Linked DNA regions of Mus musculus: all the other regions are linked to region 1. The links are chromatin contacts, called in public Hi-C and promoter capture Hi-C maps. All regions are on one chromosome and are shown on one strand. The core of a region is the stretch at or near the end of the contact, and the rest is flanking DNA. Distances in the headings are between cores, read along the strand shown.

Region 1 (3,446 bases), core at 708-3,207:
AACAAGAAGCTGCCATTCTATTTCAAAATCATCTTAAAGTAATGTAATTATTCATTAAAATAATTGTTCATGTAAAAATAAGTAACAGATAACTATCATAGATGAAAATTTAAAACTAAACACTCAAAGTTAGCCCTTTGTAATGGCTTCTCTTTTTTAAATCAAGTACATAAGACAAGGAACAAACTGCTACCATATATGTAAGAATGCCTTCTAACTGGAATTATGGAAATTCTTAAACGCTATAAACTGCACTTAGAGAGACTGCCATCTTCTAAACCAATCAAGAATATACAAGTGATTAAGAAATTACAATGGCAATTTAACTCGAAAGAAAGAAAGAGAAAGAAAGGAAGAAAGAAAGAAAGAGAGAGAGAGAGAGAGAGAGAGAGAGAGAGAGTGGGTGGGTTTTGCTAGGAACATGGAACGGTTCCTGGGAAATTGGTGAAAACCAGGACACAGGGAGAAAGGCCCTGGGAGGGAACCCTGGTCCTGGCCCCTGAGATTTGGCCAATGCCAAATATAGGCAAGGATCTAGGGTGGAAAAAAAAAATGTGTTGTGTGAACAGTATGGCTGTATGGGACAAGGACTTAGCCACTGTACCTGCTGATCCTGAACTCCCACGAGGGACAGACATACTTTCTCCCTCTAATTATTTCTCCACTCATAACTTTGCCCCCTCCCCTTGTACACACCTTTCCTAACATAATATTCGGCAAGATTCCTCAGGGTACAACTTTGAAATACAGTACGAGAACCCAAGAAACCAACACGAGATTTCAAAGGCACCTGACTCCTGAGTTCACACACGCTTCCGGGACTTGTGAACCTGCCCAGGCAGGCGGGAGGCACCTCCACTCCTCTCTAGACAAATACCTTTAAGAGGCGGAGACAAGAAACAGAAAAGGTCCGCCGGGTCCTTGATTAGGGAACTAAGGTTACTGGTGACAGTAACCACCTGCTCTCCAAAACCCTTCCAGATCTGGAGGGGCACAAGGGGCGGGGGGGGCGGGGGGGGGTAAGGGGTTGGGACGTAAGGAGACTCCTGCTAGGGTTTCAAGAGTTGCTACTTGAGCGAGTCAGATGACGGTGAAGAAGCCCGGTGTTCCAGGCAGGGCCTGCGACTCTGGAGCTTCTGGGTAGCACCAGCTAAAGCCCCTGCAGCCAAAGTGCCCACCCATGCCCGGGCCAGTCGCTCCCCACTCGGGACTGCTCTTCGCCCATCCTTAGGCCTCAGCCCCCCGTCCCCACCGGGCACCGGTGCCCGCCTTCTTACGCTGAATGGGCGGGTAGCAGCTGGGGTCCTCGGCGCCCGGCTGGCAGCGGCTGGAGAAGGCGCTACGCGGGGTCACGTAGTTGCTGGGGAAGATGCCCACCCGCTGGTTCAGCTGTCCGGTCCACCAGCCCTCATCGCCGGACACCTGCGAGTCCTTGGACAGCACCTCTACCACATCGCCCAGCCGCAGGGTCAGCTCGTCCTCGCCCGCCGCCTCGTACTCGAACACAGCCGTCCAGTAGGGCAGCGCGGCGTGAGATCCCAGCTCGGCCGCCGCCTCCTCCTCGTCCTCCTCCTCTTCGGCCCCAGCGCCCGTGGCATCGTCCCCCGGCGGGGCGGCAGTGGCACTCGCCAGGCAGCCGAGAAGCGATCTGGAGGACTCCATGGAGCGGCTGGTCCATAGGGTGCGGGGCGGCCGCCCGCGGGAGCCGCCGCCGCCTATTGTTCATGCGGCTCGGCAGCGCTGGGGGCTCCGCGCCCCCGACGGCCGCCGCAGGTAGGGCCCGAGCAGGCTGGGCGCGCGAGAGTCGAGGACGCCCGGTGCGCACCGCGAGCGCGCACCGCGGACAGGGGCGCGGCGCAGTCCCGGCCGCCTGGCGCCCCCGCGGGCGGCCTCGCCCCTCGGCGGCTCCCACCTGCTCGTGCCGCCCGTGCCCGCCGCCCGCTGGCCGCTCCCTCCCCTCCCCGCCCCGTGCGCCCCGCCTCCCGCACGCCCGGGACCACCTGACGCGAGCCTGGCTCCGCCCCAGCCCTGCGGACCCGGGGGCGGGGCCTCCAGGATGGGCCCGCCTCCACAGCCAACCCATCCTCCCATTGGCCCGCCGCGGCTGTCCGTCTCCTGAGGGTGGCTGAGACCTCATTGGGTGGCTCCCGAAGGTGAGACCCAGCGTGCGTTCGGACAGTCCGAGCGGGCTGCGGAGCCCTCTGTCTTTTGTCCGCGCCGTTTGGTCCTACGGGCTGCGCCAATTCCCGGTTCAGATGGATCTGCTGTTCCCCTATTTGGCCACGGGGACCAGCTTACGTCCACTGTCGCCGCTACGCACACACTCACACCCCGGAACCTTATGGCTAGCGATGGAAGAACTCTTTCGATTGCTCTGCTGGCCTTAATGAAGACTGTGTTCATCTTTGTAAGAAGAAGTTCCTGGCCATTGTTATTAGAATTCCGAAAGGGGAGGTCTCCTAGTGGGGCTTCCGCAGGCTCGGGAAGTCATGCGGAACCAGCTAGTTTGCGCTTGCCTTGTGAAACTGGCTATATCTAGGACCCTGGTGACTGGATACCCAGTTTCCAAAGACTAAAGGAGTAAAGGCGGGTGCTGCCTGCCATTCTTGGGCAAGGGCTGACCTATGCTATGTCTTTTTGTTACCTGCCGCCACCACCCCCAAGGACCTTAACCTCTTTTACATGTTTTTAAGCCTGTCATAGCAATGGCTTCCATATTTCAGCCATGGTAACTACCAAACTGTATTTCCAAGACAGGCATTGATGTGATTTGTGTAACAAGAGTCAGTACTTCATTGTTTATTTGCTCATTTGTGGTTTTGAAGCAAGATCTTACTGGGTAGGCCATACTGGCCTCTCATTATCTCGCTGCCTCAACTGCCCAAGTCTTGGGATTACAGGCGTGTGCCAATGTGCCCCACCAGACCATTTTTGTTTCATTTTAATTTGAAGTTTAATATTAGGCAAACTGGAGCAATTTGAAAAAATAGCGAGGCAGCTACATGACCTTGGGCAGGTGCCATCTGTTTATCCTTGAAGTGAAGACCGTGGAGGGAAAAGCCTCCTGTGTTTTAGTTTTGGACATCCAGTGATTTGCAAGGGGCTGTGACTACATTGTAAAGGGAGACACTGTGCACATTTAAGGTCTTGGGAAAGGGATGAGATGGTACTGTTCAAGGAGCATCCAGACAGTCCTGGGGACGGAGATCCGGAAGTAAATCCCCTAACGCAGTCAAGTTTATAGGAGGGTCTAACATGTTCAATTCCTGGGAGGGTCAGTAAACTGGGAAATACATGCGTGAGTCTGGATAGATTCTCTTGATAGAAGCCACTCTGCCTACAAGAGGATGGGAAAGGGAAAATAGTGTTTAAACAAATATTTTATTTAATAAAATTTTCATGTGTGTGAGAAAGGAGTCTTACAAAGTAGATAACACACACACACA
Region 2 (3,446 bases), core at 691-3,190, 370 kb before region 1:
TAACCTAAAGAAAGAGATGCCCATGGACAAACAAGAAGCCTACAGAACTCCAAATAGACTGGACCAGAAAAGAAATTCCTCCTGTCACCGAACAGTCAAAACATCAAGTGCGCTAAACAAAGAAAGAATATTAAAAGCAGCAAGGGGAAAAGGTCAAATAACATATAAAGGCAGACCTATCAGAATTACACCAGACTTCTCACCAGAGACTAGGAAACTAGGAGATCCTGGGCAGATGTCATTCAGACCCTAAGAGAACACAAATGCCAGCCCAGCCTACTATATCCAGCAAAACTCTCAATTACCATAGACAGAGAAAACAAGATATTCCATGAAACATCAACTTTACACAATATCTTTCCACAAATCCAGCCCTATGAAAGATATTAGATGGAAATTACCAACAAGCAGAGACACCCTAGAAAAAGCAAGAAAGTATTCTTTCAACAAACCCAAAAGAAGATAGCCACACAAATATAACAACAAACAAACAATAATAACAACAAAAAATAACAGAAAGTAACAATCACTTTTCCTTAATATCTCTCAATATGAAAATTAATATTACCAACATATCCTAATGGATTGAAATTCAAAAATATGAGGAATTAGAAATTTGTTGGCTGTCACCCAGTGGTCTCTTTAATTTGGTAATTTGAGAAATAGGTCCAATATTGTACAGTCCATATACACTTTCTGCTTGTTTGTACATGATAGTACCTTACTGTGTATCACATGATGGTCTTGAAATCATGCTTCCCCTATCTCTCCCTCTCTAGTAGTGGGATTGTTTATTTGATGCTTTTACATTATAATATGGTTTTCAGAACAGCTTACATATTTCAAAAGTATCTATATAGCCAAAAGAAACATAGACAATTAGTTAGGGAGGTGGTTTGTAAGAGAACAACAGAGTGAGACAGAATGTTTTGCTTGATATTTAAATTATTCTATCAACTTTGAAGAAGATGACCTTGTAAGTTACTCTTTTCCAGAGATGACTACTTTTCAAAATCATCACAGCCAATGAACTAGAATCTTACCCTCACCTAATGTCTGTGCCTCCCTCCAAGCAGAACCATTGTTCATTGAAACACTTGATGAATGACTTCATGGATAGACCATCTTAATACACACACCATTTCTTATATGAATGTAACCTGTTCCCTGTGGGCTGAGAATGATGACAATCACTCAAGTCAAATAGCTTTGACCATAGCAGGAAATCTGTATTCGAATAATTGTGCCTACAATTCATTCCTTGGTGCAGTAGCAGTCAAATCTTAGTTACTAAGGAGGTAAAATCCTTTGTTGGTGTGAGGTACATTGAAGTACAGCCTTATTACAATGAACTCCAATGTCTAAAACTTGTTCTTATTTTGGGGTTGTACCACAGTAAAAGCCAAGATTTTAATGTTTACTAAAAACAAAACAAACAAAGAAACAAAAAAACTTTATCTTTTTATGTTCATTTAATAACGTGCCCATCATTTTTATGACTGGTAGAAAATATGTATTGTGTTAAATATAATAATAAAAATAATAATACAAAAAAGAAGTGGAAAGAAAAAACAACAAAAAATACATTCAGACTCAAGTAATGGTTTGAGTAGCCAAGCTACAAAGCAAGAAATCTGGATCCACAAAAAAATAAGGCAGCGAGACGCACCTTCTTGGGGTTAACAGGAATGCCTAAATAGCAACAGAACTTTGCCACAAACAATGTGAATCCACCCTTGAGCATGCCAGTAGCCAGTAAACTCTACCACTCTTAAGTGTACACACATCCAGGGGAAGATAATTTGGAAAGTATTGCAGTGCTGCTCCTCCAGAGCCTAAGAAACTCACCTCGTTCAACAGCTTCAGTACAAAATGACTCACAGATGAGTAACCCTGAGTGGCAGTCATCGGGAGAGCAGATGCTTGGACCTTAGACTATGTACCCCAGACTAGGCCTAAACTCATCACATAGCCCAGGCTGCTCTCAAACTTCTTACTATCATACCTCCTCAGCCATGCAGTGCCGAAGCAAATGCATGCCCCCAAACCTGGTTTATACTGACCCAAGTTCTAGTGCTTACAAAGAATTGATCAGACTGGTGCTAATACTAGCAACTGCAGCTTCTTTCTGCTGAACATTTAAGGCCCGAGACTGCTCGCCTACAGAGACCTCCTACCAAGACAAGTAACTTCTGCCCCCATCTCCACCCCAAATCCATGCTCTACATAATAAAAAGGTACTGATGCATGCTGAGATTCCAGGTTGTTCACAGTGGGATGTGTGGCCTCAGGATAGCACAGACCACCTGACCCAGCTTATCTTTTTCTCCATTACCTTACTACCCAGTCAGAGCTCCAGACCCCAGCCAGGAAGGTCACAGCAATGTACAATAATGTGTAATTATATAGCTGTACTTTTATATGATTGGCAGAGCAGGTTTTCTCATACCAGCATACCACAAGCATATAAGTTGTGCATTACGGTATATTACAGCAACCATGATTTCATCAAGTGCAAAGAATTTTTTAGGTGTACAGCACAGCAATCATACCTGTAGCATACCTCTGGCCGAAAGGTCATTATGAAGCATGTGAGTGTACTTGAATAAGTGAGCTAGTCTCTGGACTACCAAATAAAAGCTAAGGGTATCCTTTTGATAGCCTGGGCTTTCAATCTTTTTCTACTCATGTATAACATTGCTCTTATGGCTTCTCCATATTCAGCAACTCACACACAGCTCTCAAAGCTGGGAACTCTTCCAGGGATAAGTACACTACATTCTGCACTTAACTCCCCTGATGTCTGATTTTACTCTGTTCCCAAGTAGATAATGCCTTTATCTCATTGCAGCTTCATGCCTCCATATAAGTCTTTAAGATGAACTTGGCATGGGCTTCTCTATTTTTTCCAGAGATTTCTTTAAATTACCTCATCTATTCCTGTTGATAATGGAAGTCTTGTAGTCATCTCTCAAGGTACTAGAATAATTCAACGCCACCTGGGAAGGACAAACTGCACTGTGGACATTTAGCACCTTTGGATCTCATTGTACAGTGAATGTTGTATAGATGTTTACACCCATTCGAGTTCTTGCTTTCAAGTATCAAACTGATCCTGGGTGGATTAGGTTGCTCACAGGGCTTGAACCATGGTGACTGTGAGGCTGAGAGCAATCCAGTTTCTAGAGATGGCCCATAGTAAGCAGAAATTCTTCAGCATGTAGCCCCAGTGTTACCAAAGTTAGATGCCACCACCCAAGTGTCCTTGGGCAAATGGTAACTGTTACTCAAAATAAGTATTAGGGAAAGGGATGGAAGCCGGGTAATAGAGGAAAACCAAGGAAGAGAAGCAGGTTGTGATAAAGTTTGGAGAAGGGTGATTCTATGGAGGAACTGATAATGGAACAACATCTATTCAAAACTCAGTCATCCTCAATGAATCTCTG
Region 3 (3,446 bases), core at 602-3,101, 300 kb before region 1:
CTTTTCTTCTAAGAACATTCTCTCCTCTTGTTTCCTCTCTTGCAATCTAGAGATTCACCTCTTAGGTTTTAGGGCCCTTCATTAACCACCATGATTTCTAGGTAAACAGCAGCCACAATAAAAATTTGTATTTAACAATTATACATATAAAATATTCTTAGCTACTTTTAAAAAAAATGCTATTTGGGATACATAAGACTAAATCAAAATGGCTGCTTTTATACATACATATAATATATAATTTTATATATATACACACATATATATAATTAACATGTAACAATTTTAATTTTTAAAAGTCATAAAACTGAAAGGGAGAAAGGAATCACAGGAGAAGTTGGCGGGGGAGAGGTAGGGATGAAAAGGGTGTAAACACAGTGCTTATCTATTAAATCTATATAGTAATTTTAAATAAAAAAGAATGCTATTTTGCACACATGTATGTGCATAAAGCAAACAGAAATGAACGACTAGCTAGCTGTGTGTGTGTGTGCACGCGCGCGCGCGCGCGCGCGTGTGTGTGTGTGTGTGTGCGCGCGCGCGCGTTATAAAACAGAAGAGGAGAAACCCAGAACTCAGAGGAGGATTTCTCAAATTGGGCATAGAAAGTGCTCTTTGCTTAACTTCTGGAAGGGCATCTGTAAAATAAATTAGGCTTAAGAGTTTTTTCTAGACAGAGTTCCAGAGTGTGCCTTCATAAGACTGATAGGACCATTTAAAAACTGACCAAGAAAGGAATTTCCATTTGTAAAGGAGCCTCTTTCCTGCTGGGTAGCCCCGAAAATAGGGCAGGGTGCTAAGTCTACATAGAAAGCCTAGCCCTGAGATTTTTTTTTTCTTTCCATAACATCTTGACTTTTATAATTTTGAAAGAAAATCAAATTGACTCCCATAGTGATAAATGGTAAGTCAGTAGCAACATCCGTGATTTTGAACGGCAGAGGAACTTGCAGAAATAAAAAAATTTATATATGCCTTGTAAATTGCTGTCATTTTATAAAAACGAACGCTTACCCCAAAACTCTTAAAGCAGATTGCAGAGTTCCCTAATTATCAAAACAAGATCCAGACACATCAAAGACGACTTAAAAAAACATATTACGTTTCTAAAATCAACCTTTCTTTTAGCAGTGCTTAAATACAAAAGGCACTTCACACGTGCCAAGAACCACACCAAGAAAAATGTCTTGTATTTTTAAAAGTTTTTGTTTATTTTCTTTTATATCGTAATATGCTAAAGCAAATTAACTTAACAATGATCAAACAACAAATTATGAACATAATTACTACAAATGAATGTAATTATTAAAGAAGACATTTGATTAGTCTTCTTGCAAAATCTCAACATTTAACCCAGGAAAGGTACTGTAAAACGGGGATAGTAACACGCGCGTTCACGAAGGGAAAGGAAACGGGGGGTGGGGGATGGCGGGACCCGAGGTACACTTTTGAGCGTGAACTTAAAAACAAAAACAAAAACCTCAAAGCTCCGGTGGCTCCCACAGACCCCCTAGTCAGCAGTATCCGAAAGACAGCACCAATACGCCACTCAGCCAAAGAGGGCCCGCCCCTTCCGGACTCGCAGCCCCTGCTCCCGTCACAGCCGCTCACCAACATGGGAACTCCATAGCGTAGAGTCTTGTTCTTACGCAGAGCTCGCAACACAGCGGGCGCAATCATGGCAGAAGGTGCGGCCTGCTTAGTCAGCCGCTTCCAGAGCGAGCCCAGCGCGGCCCGCAACACGTCTCAGGCGAAGTTGTAGACTCAGCGCAGGCTTTGGGTGCCAGGTCCACGCCTGATAAGCCTCCCCGAGGCAAACGGAAACGATTGGCCTTAACGCACTTCTGCTTCCTCCCTCCCCCGGAAGTCGAGGCTTCTGAGCTCTGGTTCCGTGACCTCAGGATACGCCGGGTGCAATTGGGTTTTTCGATTTGGAAAATCTGTAATTCGCATATTCTGGATCTTGACTTCTGCGACTCAAGAAACTCAGATAAAGGGCGGGGTTGGTTTTTAAGCTAATGCACAAGTAGCACCAGGTTAATGAACACATTTTAAGTCGTGGCTCATCAGTTGTAACTGAACTTTTTAAAATTTTTTATTATTTTATTTATTTACAATTCAAATGCTATCCCCCGTCCCGGTTTCTGCTCCGCAAACCCTCTATCCTACTCCTTACTCTCTGCTTCTTTGAGGGTGCTCCCCCACCGACTCCCACCTCACTGCCCTAGCATTCTCCTACACTGGAGCATCAGGCCTTCAGAGGACCAAGGGCCTCTCCTCCAATGGATACCAGATAAAGCCATCCTCTGCTACAAATGCACCTGGAGCCATAGGTCCCTCCACGCATACTCTTTGGTTGGTGGTTTAGTCCCTGGGAGCTCTGGGGAATCTGATTGGTTGTTCTACCTATGGGGTTGCAAATCCCTTCAGTTCCTTCAAGTCCTTCCCCAACTCCTCTATTGGGGTCCCTGTTCTCAGTCCGATGGTTGGATGTGAGCATCCACATCTGTATAGGTAAGGCTCTGACAGCCTCTCAGGAGACAGCTATATCAAGCTCCTTGCAACAAGCACTTCTTGGCATCGGCAATAGTGATGGCTGTATGGGTATTGATCAACAATAGGTTTGGTAGCTGCATATGGGATGGATCCCCAGGTAGGGCAGTCTCTGATGGCCTTTCCTTCAGTCTCTACTCCACTCTTTGTCCCTATATTTTCTTTAGACAAGAGCAATTTTGGATTAAAATTTTTGAGAAAAGTGGGTGGCCCCATCCCTCAACTGGGGGTCATGTCTAACCTCTGGATATGGTCTCTACAGGTTCTCCCTCCCCTTTGTTGGGTATTTCAGCTAATGTCATCCCCATTGGGTCCTGGGAACCTCTTGCTTTCCTGGTGTCTGGGACCTTCTGTTGGCTACCTCCTGTTCATCTCCCATTGCAACACACCTTTCTGTTCAGTTCCCTGATCCTGGCTCTGTACATCTCCCCTGTTTCTTCCCACCTGACCCTGCCCCCCCTTTTTTTCTTCTCCCCTTCCTTTATTCCTCCCAACCTTCCCACCCTCTATCTCCCATGATTATTTTGTTCCCTCTTCTAAGTAGGACTGAAGCATCACACTTTGGTCTTCCTTCTTCTTGAGCTTCATATGGTCTGTATAAGTTGTATCATGAATATTCCAAGCTTTTTTTCCTAATATCCACTTATCAGTGAGTGTATACCATGTGTGTTCTTTTGTGACTGGATTACCTCACTCAAGATGATATAGTCTAGGTTTTTTTTTTTTTTTTTTTTTTTGCCTGCGAATTTCATGAAGTCCTATACTTAATGAATGAACACTTGTTTTTCATTGTTTGTGTGCCTCTGGATGAGTCAAGAAACACAGAAACAAAAAAGAAGAAACAGGTCATCTAATAGGGACACAAACTAGAAAGTATGATAGTTTGGATGAAC

Evidence for each region. Promoter capture Hi-C pulls out the DNA fragments that hold promoters and counts their contacts. A called contact is a pair of places that touch in the nucleus more often than the background predicts.
Region 2: a contact with region 1 is called in a Hi-C map of adipose-derived mesenchymal stem cells, with 5 times the contacts expected there. The contact joins the enhancer-like site here to the promoter of Map3k9 in region 1. A contact is called at or near these places in 1 of 15 datasets of contacts at CTCF or cohesin (embryonic stem cells), 4 of 484 Hi-C or Micro-C datasets (B cells, the N1E-115 cell line, adipose-derived mesenchymal stem cells and 1 more) and 1 of 115 datasets of contacts at active chromatin or transcription factors (astrocytes).
Region 3: a promoter capture Hi-C map of neural stem cells shows a contact between it and region 1. The contact joins the promoter of Cox16 here to the promoter of Map3k9 in region 1. A contact is called at or near these places in 11 of 39 promoter capture datasets (the 3T3-L1 cell line, cranial neural crest, embryonic stem cells and 7 more), 13 of 484 Hi-C or Micro-C datasets (CD4 T cells, CD8 T cells, the HL-1 cell line and 6 more) and 5 of 115 datasets of contacts at active chromatin or transcription factors (embryonic stem cells, epiblast stem cells and extraembryonic endoderm stem cells).

Annotation. Positions count from the first base shown.
Region 1 is chr12:81,779,213-81,782,658 of GRCm38.p6, forward strand. Map3k9 (mitogen-activated protein kinase kinase kinase 9) reads right to left here and starts at 1,958. Exons shown (of 11, transcript NM_001174107.1): 1 at 1,278-1,958. The coding sequence starts at 1,662. It overlaps Gm46366 (a long non-coding RNA gene), which reads right to left. Exons shown (of 3, transcript XR_001780649.2): 3 at 2,808-3,337.
Region 2 is chr12:81,407,286-81,410,731 of GRCm38.p6, forward strand. The region is part of intron 5 of Gm20498 (predicted gene 20498); the gene reads right to left. The region is part of intron 3 of Cox16 (cytochrome c oxidase assembly protein 16); the gene reads right to left. Among named protein-coding and RNA genes, the nearest start is that of Adam4, 13 kb to the right of the region's middle. Within about 2 kb of position 1,941, at least 9 of the 459 cell types and tissues checked have an H3K27ac peak or open chromatin away from gene starts, as enhancers often do. A contact at or near this core is called in adipose-derived mesenchymal stem cells, where this site is marked.
Region 3 is chr12:81,483,286-81,486,731 of GRCm38.p6, forward strand. It overlaps Cox16 (cytochrome c oxidase assembly protein 16), which reads right to left and starts at 1,852. Exons shown (of 4, transcript NM_001309809.2): 1 at 1,612-1,852. The coding sequence starts at 1,680. All of the region lies in intron 3 of Gm20498 (predicted gene 20498), which reads right to left.